Linked DNA regions of Cricetulus griseus: region 2 is linked to region 1. A link is a contact called in public Hi-C data. All regions are on one chromosome and are shown on one strand. Each heading gives the region's core, a stretch centred on a gene start, on an enhancer-like site or on the middle of the called end of the contact. The rest is flanking DNA. Distances are from core to core; before and after follow the strand shown.

What was found. A called contact is a pair of places that touch in the nucleus more often than the background predicts.
Region 2: a contact with region 1 is called in a Hi-C map of the CHO-K1 cell line, with 5 times the contacts expected there. The contact joins the promoter of Zbtb18 here to the enhancer-like site in region 1. A contact is called at or near these places in 2 of 8 Hi-C or Micro-C datasets (the CHO-K1 cell line and fibroblasts).

The regions. Positions count from the first base shown.
Region 1 is chr5:16,139,609-16,144,620 of CriGri-PICRH-1.0, reverse strand. No RefSeq gene overlaps it. Among named protein-coding and RNA genes, the nearest start is that of CUNH1orf100, 46 kb to the right of the region's middle. Within about 2 kb of position 2,935, at least 3 of the 6 cell types and tissues checked have open chromatin away from gene starts, as enhancers often do. A contact at or near this core is called in the CHO-K1 cell line and fibroblasts, where this site is marked.
Region 2 is chr5:16,377,778-16,382,589 of CriGri-PICRH-1.0, reverse strand. It overlaps Zbtb18 (zinc finger and BTB domain-containing protein 18), which reads left to right and starts at 1,394. Exons shown (of 2, transcript XM_027418870.2): 1 at 1,394-1,453.

The DNA of each region.
Region 1 (5,012 bases), core at 1,686-4,185:
CTGGCTCTTTCTAGAAGTCTGCCAGGCCGTGTTCACTATGAAACCTAGTCCATCCTAAATGCCCACATATCTAGGGTTAAATGCTAAAAATTAACTTTATTTGCTTTAGAGTCAACTGAGGTTTACAAGGTATGGTAGTTGTGGCTGAGACAGGAATGAATCTGGAGGCTGGGAGCAGAGCAGGCTCTGGGTGGCCTCTGGCCTGACTGTGGAAAGAAAACTGGAGCCTGAAATAAGGCTTTCTGAAGTAAATAAATCAGGCTAGGAATGCAGCTTAGTGGTAGAGCGCCTGCCTAGCCTGCTCAGAGCACCTGAGTTCCAGCCCCAGATCTGCAATAAATTAATTCACTTATTACGTTAAAATAAAGCTAAAGGTGTGTTTAAATTCAAGACAGCGAGAGTGGAATTGGAAATAGCAGTAATGGGCTGTGCTCTTGTCCCTAATCTGCCACCAATTAGGTGCATAATTGGGGCAATCACTTCATTTCCTTGAGTTGTTACTTACAAAATAAGAAGCTCATCCAAAATAAGAAACTCCCAGGCTCCTCCTGTAGGGAGCTTGCCACTCCAGACAGGGACGTTTGGGATCTGGAGTCTCTAAGAGCTTAGCATGGGAGTTCAAGGTGAAATTAGAATGTCCAAGACAGCCTTGCCGAGTTGTGCGGGAGAACTGGGAATTCACATTCAAAGTGCTTGTTGGCGCTACTGCATTTTAATGATATTCGCCATGGTCATAATTTATCACCACCCCGCTTTCCAAATAGATAGATTAGTGTGAGCCGGTCCATCCAGCGAGCTTCTCCCATCTGCAGAGGGAGGAGGTGCCCGACAGCTGCGGATGGGACCTTCAGCTTGAATTATGTAACAGTAGCAGAGAAAGGCAGATAGGCTTTCTGAATTATGCTTCTTGAGACTGGCATTACCAAGAATTTCTCTGCCCTAAACTCTCGCCCTACACAGCAAAGACGGCTTTGTCCCCAGGGTAGTTAATCCACGTAGCAAAGGGATCCTGTAGGCATTGCCAGCGAGCTTGGGGTAATTGAGACCCAACAGCAGATAAATCCTGCAGAATCAGGACCACTTTCTCTCTCCAAAGCCCTAAAGTGAAGGCCAGCCTTCCTCATTCACAGCAGTGACCCCAGTTGGCAGCCCAAGCTGCATGGACCGCGGTCAAATAACACCCAGATGAAAACTGCAGCTGATGGCCGGCCTTTCGGGTCAGTGGCTGCTGTGCACAGCTCTCTCCTGGCCTCCTGAAGTTCAAATGCCAGCCCGATTTCGCCCTGGAAGCGTCCCAGCCCAAACATGGAACAAAAGTTCCCTCTGACAGGCCTGTTTGGGTTCCAAAGTATGTTTTTATGCTTGTTGGCAAATAGAACCGTCACCAGCAACAATAACAACACTGTCTCCCCTCCACTGAAGCGACTTCATTTCTTCACATTTGTTCCAGAGCTGGAGCTGGACAGATGAATAATGTACGCTAAGGGGCTGGCCCAAGTCCTGACCTCCTGCCTCCAAGAGCAAACAGAGGTGACACAGAGGCTCCTTTGAACTAACTCTCATTGCTTGATTTAAAACGGAAAGGGAAGAAAGCCGCATGAGCTTCCCACCATTCTATTTAACCTATGTAGTCACCCAAGGCCTTTTTGCTTTCTTTTCTTCCTTCCTCGATTTTATTATTTGATTGTTTTGTTTATTATTTATTTATGGTTTTCATTTCTCTTGGGCAAAAGAGGACCTAAGCCCTCTACTGGTGCCCCAAATGAAGCCAGCTTCTCAATGATCGAGATTACTCTGACATCTTGTGGCCATGTTGGGGATATGCAGGTCTAGACAAACCCGACCCTCACAAAATGCAGGGAGGGCTGTAGAAAATATTTGAAAGGCTCTCTGAAAATATTTCGACAGTATTTTGTTTAAGGCGTCTCAGGAAGTCATATAATATTTCTTGGGGAAAACACAGACAGGAGCATATTTAAGCACCAAACAGCCATTTGTCACTCTCACTTGAACAAATCACTTCATTTTGTGGCTGGTTTCTATGTAATTTGTGGTAAATATGGCTATTATACTTTCCTGAGGTTCATATAAGTTAAGGCAAATAAAAAGTATCTATTAGGCACTCGAGACACAGAGGCAGGCGAATCTCTATGAGTTGAAGGCCAGCCTGGTCTACAGAGTGAGTTCCAGAACAGCCAAGGCTACACAGAGACCCTGTCTTGAAAAATAAAAACAAATTTTTAAAAAAGTGACTGTTAGGAGCCGGGGTATCTCAGTGCTGGAGCCCAGACTCAGCATGTGGAAGACCCTGAGTCCAATTCCCAATACCAAAACCAAAATAAAACCAAAAAATGGCATTTAAACTTTATAAGCACATACACATAAGAACACTAAGGGACCTTAGAGAAGCGGACCCTATGCTCACACTTGGTTAAACTTCTTCAAAAACTCAAAACCTGTTTTGATGCCCAACCCCAACATAGCACGAAACCCTGGCCTCAGAATAGATAAAGAGAACAAATTCACACTGTCATATGCTTTCCTAAATATACCTACTACCAAACCCTCTCACTTGTGTTTTTGTGATGTAAGTACAGCCAGTCTCTTTGGTCTTTCTACCTAGGGCCAGCAAGTGAACAATAAGGAATGGATAGGAATCTTGGGAAGTTAAATCACAATACCCCACAGTGTCTGATTGTCCTGGGCTTGAGAAATTAGTTATGTGTCTTCTGTTTCCAGGGCTGGGAATAGAGTCTTGGTGTAGTTGGGAGTGTCACAGATGAAACCTCTGCCTTGTAAGTGCTAAGCATGTACCCTCACCCCTGCCTCTCTCTACTTCATCTTCTGGAAAAGCAGCAGGCTGACACAGCAGCCACAGGAGTTCCTGGGTGTCTGTCCCACATGGGTGATGCAGGATGACTCATCAAATACAAGATGAGTTTGGCTGTTGCTTCTACGCAGCTGCATGGAGGAAGCCAAGAACTGTTGTCAAGCCAGGGACTTGGTAAAGAAATGCAAATTTTATAAACTTCCCCTTGTGCTAAATTTCAGTTCTGCTAGGATCAGTGAGCCAGCTAGCCACTGCCCCATCTACTGACAACATTACACTCTGAAGGCACTCAGGGTGTCTTCTCGCTCACAGATGGCCTTTTCTGTGTCCCCTAGTCACTGAATTTGTCACTCGTTTCCCTGGTACATGAGGTGAGCTTAGGGTAACCATTGACAGCAAGATCAATAGTTTTACAAAGAGAAAGTATCACTCTAGCCAAAGGGACACCAGGTCCTTGGGTGGATGGTGAGGACGCGTGACTCAGACTTCCAGCTATCTGCCCTGCAGGCTGGGCTTCCTGTACCTCCACACTGCACAGGAGGGGGAGCATAGGATAGGGAGAGGGTAATGGGATATGAGGGGCAGATGTTCAAAGACAATCATACATTTGTCTGAAAATGCCCTTATGCAATCCAGTACGATAAAAATTAAAAATAAAAACTTGTGAGAAGAGAAAAGTCCCCTGTGGACAGGCAAGTGTTGACTATTCACAGTAAAACACGGTTTCTAAAGTATGACAATATTAGCAGAAACAGTTGCACTGGAGACAGGGTCTCCCTGCGTTAGCCCTAGATAACCTGGAGCTCACTGTGTAGACTAGGCTGGCCTGTAACTCAGAGATCCACCTACCTCTGCCTCTAAGTGCCCTTATTTATACCCTTATCCCCAAATTTGATGCTCAGCCTTTAGCTCCTCCCAGGGTCTGGTATTTTAATTCTTAGACCTATTCATTCTCTAACAGTGATCTCTTCAGAAGTCTGATAAGTAACAATTGGTAGCACTTTTGTTGTTGTTAAGAAGATCAAAACAAAACAAAACAAAAATAGTTGTATAGATGAGCTCTACTCCTAAAGGACTTAGATCTCAAGTGGCCTCACAATCAGCCAGAGAGAACTGGGATTGATATGTAAGATAAGATTGTTTCTAATTTCAATTTAAAAAAAAAAACTAATAAAATAAAAAAGGCAAGATCACAGTTCTGTGTAACCACAAGGGCGCCTGGACAGGTATGAGCATTATGGAAGGGAAGAAGAGGCCACTCCAGGACCCTGTGCAAGGCTTCCTAGGTGGAAGGCAAAGGAAGTCAGAGCAGGCACTGTCCTGGAAGGAGGCAGGTGAGCCCACAGCATTGGTGCCCAGGAGACCTGGACCCATGCACTGACAGTAGCTTGAGGCTCCTTGGTTCTCACCAGTCCTAGAATTGGGGGCTTGAGAGAATGCCACCTGTTCAGTCCCAGGTGACATCTGAAAAGGACCTACAAGAGTATTTAATCATAGAATTACACATCACCCTGAAAAATTGGAAACCTACATATACAGTAGTAGGGGTCCAGTTAAATAAATGAAGGGAGAGCTAAAGAAGAGATACTATGTAATCATGTCAAGTGTATTCAGGGCCGGGAGGAGGCCACTTACCTGACATCCGGGAAGCCCTGGGTTCCATTCACAGCCCCTCCACTAAAAAAGAGAAACAAACTTTCATGCATTCCTAGTTAAAAGAAAGTTAGAGGATTTTGAATGTTTTCATACTGAAGGCAAATATTTGAGGAGAAAACAGTTTCCTCTGGTTTGAATATTACGCAATGCTTATGTGTGTCTCAAATATCACGAGGGCCAGATACAGCGGCTCTTGTCTTCAATCTCAGCACTCAGGAGGCCAGGGCAGGAAAACCTTCGTGAGTTCCAGGCCAGCCTGGTCTACATGGCGAGTCCTAGGTCAGCCAGAGCTACATAGTGAAACCCTGTCTCAAAAACAAACAACAAAAAATCACATGGTACTCTATAAATATGTCCATAAATATGTGTGTTAATTAAAAAGAAAATGCTGGAGGAAAGAAGAAACAAGATGGGGCAATGGGAGGCAGAGGAAAGAAGAAACAAGATGGGGCAATGGGAGGCAGAATTTGATCAAAGTATATTATATACATGTATGAAAATATAATGAAGCCGGGTGGCGTGCTTT
Region 2 (4,812 bases), core at 145-2,644, 240 kb before region 1:
CGCTATGCAGTTTTCTGTTTTATTGTCTTGACCCACCCCCCTCCCAATTCATTACTCAACTTTTTACTTGTGTGTTATTCTTTCCTTCCATTGTCTTGAGAGCAGAAACCTTCTACATTTCCTCCTTGCTGTGGCACTGATCAACACAGCTCCAAGGAACAGGTACAGGCGGAGGAAGTTTATCTGAAGGGAGGGGAGCGCCACACAAAATTAACGTCTCTCCCCTCGGCAAAGCCGTGGCTCGTTGAGCATCAATTAAGAAACAGGCTAAAGCGTCTACAAGTCTCATTCCCCCTGGAAAGCTCTCAGACTGGTCTCTGGGCACTGTCTTTGCTTGTCACCGTGCGTGCAGACGGGACGCGGGGATCGGGAGGAGAAACGCAGCTGCAACTTGCACGAAGGACGCTGGGAAAAAGCGCCTCTCGCAGCCGCTCCGAGCTGGCGGCCCCCGTGCACCTGGCGGCCGACACCACAGGCCGGAGGCGGCGCGGCGCGGCGCGTCCCCGGGACGCGGCCCAAGCGAGCACCGCAGGAGGGCCAGACCCAGCCGCCCCAGGCCGGCCCCGGCCAGCTGCGGCCCCGCGCGCACTGCCTCCCCGGGACACCTGCCCCGTGTAAAAGTACACTCGAGGCCGTCGCGGTGCACGCAGACTCACTCTCTCACTCCACACCCCCAGAACGCGCTCGTCTCCAGCCTGGAAACAGGCCCCTCCCCGCGCAGCTGTCGCCGCCGCCTGCGGGCTCCTTTCACTTTCTCACGGCCAAGTCACCCAGAGGGGCGCCGCTGCCGCCGCCGCCGCCAGCGCCAGCGCCGCCGCCGCCGCCGCGGCCCGCGGACTCCGCCTCCCCCTCGAAGAGGCCACGCCCACCCAACAGTCGCCCCCTGCGATTGGCGCGCGCGGGCGGCAGCTCCTACCCGCCACTGCCATTGGCCGAGCTTCCCCGTCAGTCCCGCCGCCCCTCCGCCCACCCCGTCACGCCGCTCTTCTATTGGGCAACGCTGCGACCGAGGGCGGGCCAGCGACCGGGGCCCGCCGCTTTCGCTCAATCGCCGAGCGGCCGGCGCGGGGCGGCCCGGCCGGGCGGGGCCACATCTGGGCCGCGCGCCGCGGCGTGCGTGCGTGTGCGTCGTCCGCCCGCCCCGCCCGCCGCCGGCCCGGCGCCGCGCTCGCCCGCCCGCCGCGCCCGCCGCCCGCCCGCCGCCCGCTCCGCGCCCGTACGTCTGGCAGGCTGCGGCCGCGCTGGGGCTGCCTGATGGCCGTTAAAGAGTGGCCCGTGGCTCGGCGGCGCGCCTCAGGCTGCCACGCGGGCGGGGGCGGCGGGGGCGCGCGGGCCCGGGCCGGGGCCGGCGGCGGGCGGGGGCCGGCGGAGGACGCCCACAAGTCCAGCGGCGGCGGCAGAGGAGGAGGAGGAGGAGGACGGCGGCGGGGACGCGGCGACTCGGCCGCTCCGTGTGAGTCCCCGCCCCGCCCTGCCCCGCTGCCGGCCGTGGGTCCCGCCGGGGGAGTTAGTTAGTGCGGCGGAGGGGGCGGCGGCGGTGCGGTGCGGTGCGGTGCGGGCTCGCCTCGCCTCGCCTCGCCTGGCCGCGCTCCCCGGCAGCTGCGGCGCGGGGCGGCCGGTGCACTGCGGCGGCGCCTCCCGTGCGGAGGGCGGCGGGCGGGCGGGCGAGCGGGCGGGGAGGGGTCCGGGCCGCCGCAGCTGCAGCGCCCGGGACGGCCGCGGCTCCGGGGCCGGTGCAGCTGCAGGGCCGGGGGGGAGGGCGCGGCGCCCGGGTTGCGGTTGCCGGGAGGCCCGGGGCTGGCGCGCGGCGGCGGCGGCGGCGGGGAGCGGTCGCCGCGCCGCTTCTTGCGACTTTTCTTTTGTTGTTGCCGCGACCCGGGGCTGTTTTCTCGGCCGTTGTGGAAGGTGTTTTCCTGCTGCACCGGCTCTCTGCCCTGCACCTCCTTCCCAGTGGTTTCACCCTTCCTCTTTCCCCAAGTGCTTTATGCACGGCGAACTGCGCGAAGATTTGCATCCCCCCCCTCCACCCCAAAACCTCAAACACACCCGGGGCACCCTGCCCCCACCTCTGAGAAACAAAACCCCAAACCTCACAGAGCCCCCGCGGGTCCGCGGTAGCGAGACTTGGACGGGATGTCTCCGGGCCATTGCGGTCCTTGGGGCTCATTAAACTGTCACTCACCCCCACCATCACCCCAGTGAGTAAACGGGGTGATTAACGTCGGATATATTGGAATGGGGCGAGGGCATCCGCGGAGAAGAGGGTGTGTGTAGCAGGGAAGTAATGTGTCTGCCCAGTGTGCCTCCAGAACGAGTTCAGAATTATGTCATTCACCGCGAAGTTAGAGAAAGTTAGGTTTCTTAGTGACTCGTGAGCGAGGGCAGGACAGAGTTGGGGTTTTGTTCTCTAGCTCCCTGCCTCCGTTTTCTAAGGCGAGCCTAAGAGTGGCTGTCGCCCGGGTTGGGACGTTTGCGCCTCAGGCCCCAGTTTCTTTTTTCTACTCCTCGACCTCCCAAGAGTCTGTAGAGATAGATGTGTCTGACATTCATAGTTGTCGCAGCACCTTGCAGGGAACCGGGCGGCCCAGCCCGGGTTACCTTAGCATTTCATCAGCCATTAGAAACTAAGACCCACAAACTCCAGCCAAGAAAGTTCCCAAAGTCTACACTCCTGCTGATCACAACCCTTTAGCCCAAAGGGATAGGGAAGAAGGGCAAGACAAAGTGACGCCTTTTTCTGAGCAGAAACATGAGATGTGGCCAAACAGTCATCCTAAGTGACTGCAGCAGGTTGTGTCGGTTTATTAATTTGCCTTTATTGAACCGAAATACTTTCCAGGATTTCACAAAGTGCAGTTTCAGTTTGTTGACGCTGAGAATGGAAATCTGCATTCACGGTGGCAGTGTGAATTATTTTCCTGGGAGGTAGTTGCAGATAAGTTGCTAAGTAAGAGTGAAATAATAAGGTGAACCACGCTGAAGTAATAGCTCTTAATAAGTCTGCCAACATTTTGGAGATGTCTACCATTATCTCCGCGGGGGGAGGAAAAAAAAAAACATGCTGTAATAATGCCGAAGTGGGGCTGGAGATGTCAAATGGGTTGGTTTAAAAATATCCCTAAGCTGCCTTTGAAACTAGACGTTGGAGTTGAATAAAAGTGAATGTGGGTTTCCTGAATAGCACCGAGCCTGAGTGTGCTGTCATATGTAAGCCAGTCCACCAACTTGAGGCAGAAGTGTTGCGATTCCATAAATACAGTAGGACTCCATATGCTGAGTTTTTCAATTTCTTCTGTTAGAAAGTTTGGGGGGAAAAAAAGGAAGACTTTGAAGTATTTTGTTTATACTAACAGAAGAGAAAAGTTCTCCTAAGAAAAAGCTGGTGGCAGGAGTGTAGAGGAGTAGCATATGGCATTAAAGGAGCACAGCTGGAGGTAGCATTTCCATCTGAACATGATGTCAGAGCAGCTGACAGCCTGCCATCCCTCAGCCTTTTATTCTAACACACAGACAGGGAGCTAGTGTGTGCGGATCTGTGGTGGAGAAGGTATCTCATTCCTCTCCAACATCATCTCCACTTTGCATCTGTCTCTCTTAGTCTGCTTTTTTTCCACCGATGTAACAGACCTGGAGCCAGCAAGACTCCGAGGGAAGGACTTAATCAAGTTTATGTGTCCTAAAGGTAGGAGTAGCAAGAGATTAGATTGAGCATCTTTCTGTTTGGGTGTTTTATTTAATTTTTTTAAAAAAACATCACATTACTTTTGTAATCCACTTTATGAATAATGTGTGAAATTGAGCATGAAGTGATGGTCTTGAGCTGGAAGTCTTGGGCTTGCTTGGTTTGAATTTTTATTTCTTTTCTTTGAGCAAGTAAATAACTTTAATACACAGAAATATTTCAAGTTTTCAGATGGTAAGAAAGGCTTTGGAATATGGCTTTTTGAGATCACTTTGGATTAAGATGCCTTTTGTTGTTCACTGCTGTTTAGATTCCTTTTGCTTTAGGGGGGCAGAAACAGTAAACTGTCTGGAATCCAGCTTTCAAACTTATATGAGAAGATTATTCTGGTTAAGAAGCTAGGTTGTTGTGTAATTAATTCCACTGTGAAACTTTATTCTCCAAAACATTCGGCAAGCATTACTGAAAGCAGCATACAGCTGTAGTGCTTTTGAAACCGGAGGGTTTTTGTTGTTGGGATTTTTTTGTTTTTGTTTTTTAAGAAGAGGGGAGAAGAAAAAGAAAGACAACTTTTATCCCTAGGAGAATAGTTTGACCAGTTTCCTCATTTCTCTTTCAGATATATATTTAAGAGATCTTTTATTTCAGCGTAACAATAATTATTTGCAGGAGTTTCTGCGTTAGCGACTAATTTAGAACTTGTAGATTCGAGCTGCCTGAATTGGCCAGACAGCTGTAATCGCACTCCTCTATTCTTAATCTCTTTATCTGGGCAGCAGCTGCCATATGGCCACAGTCAGCTGGATCAGATGTTTATAAGCTTCCTTCTTCGTCCCTCTCTGTCCTCTCAGCCTCCTAATTTGATCACGGCTACCTTGTGAGCTGGCCTCCAGTCTTTATTTTTAGCCCTCTCCAGGGTTGGGATTGATGTTAGCTGTGGGGCACTTAAAGTGATTGTATTGTAAATCTTGGTTCATTCTAGTGGTGGTGTCTTCCAGAAGGTATCTGGGGTTAGGATGAGAGTTTCACTGTCTCAGCATGGTGAGGACAAGGAGGGAAGCTGGTTCTGAATGTTAACTCCATACCCACCCTCAGCTGCACTTGGTGTGGTGGGTGGATGGGAGCCCTGC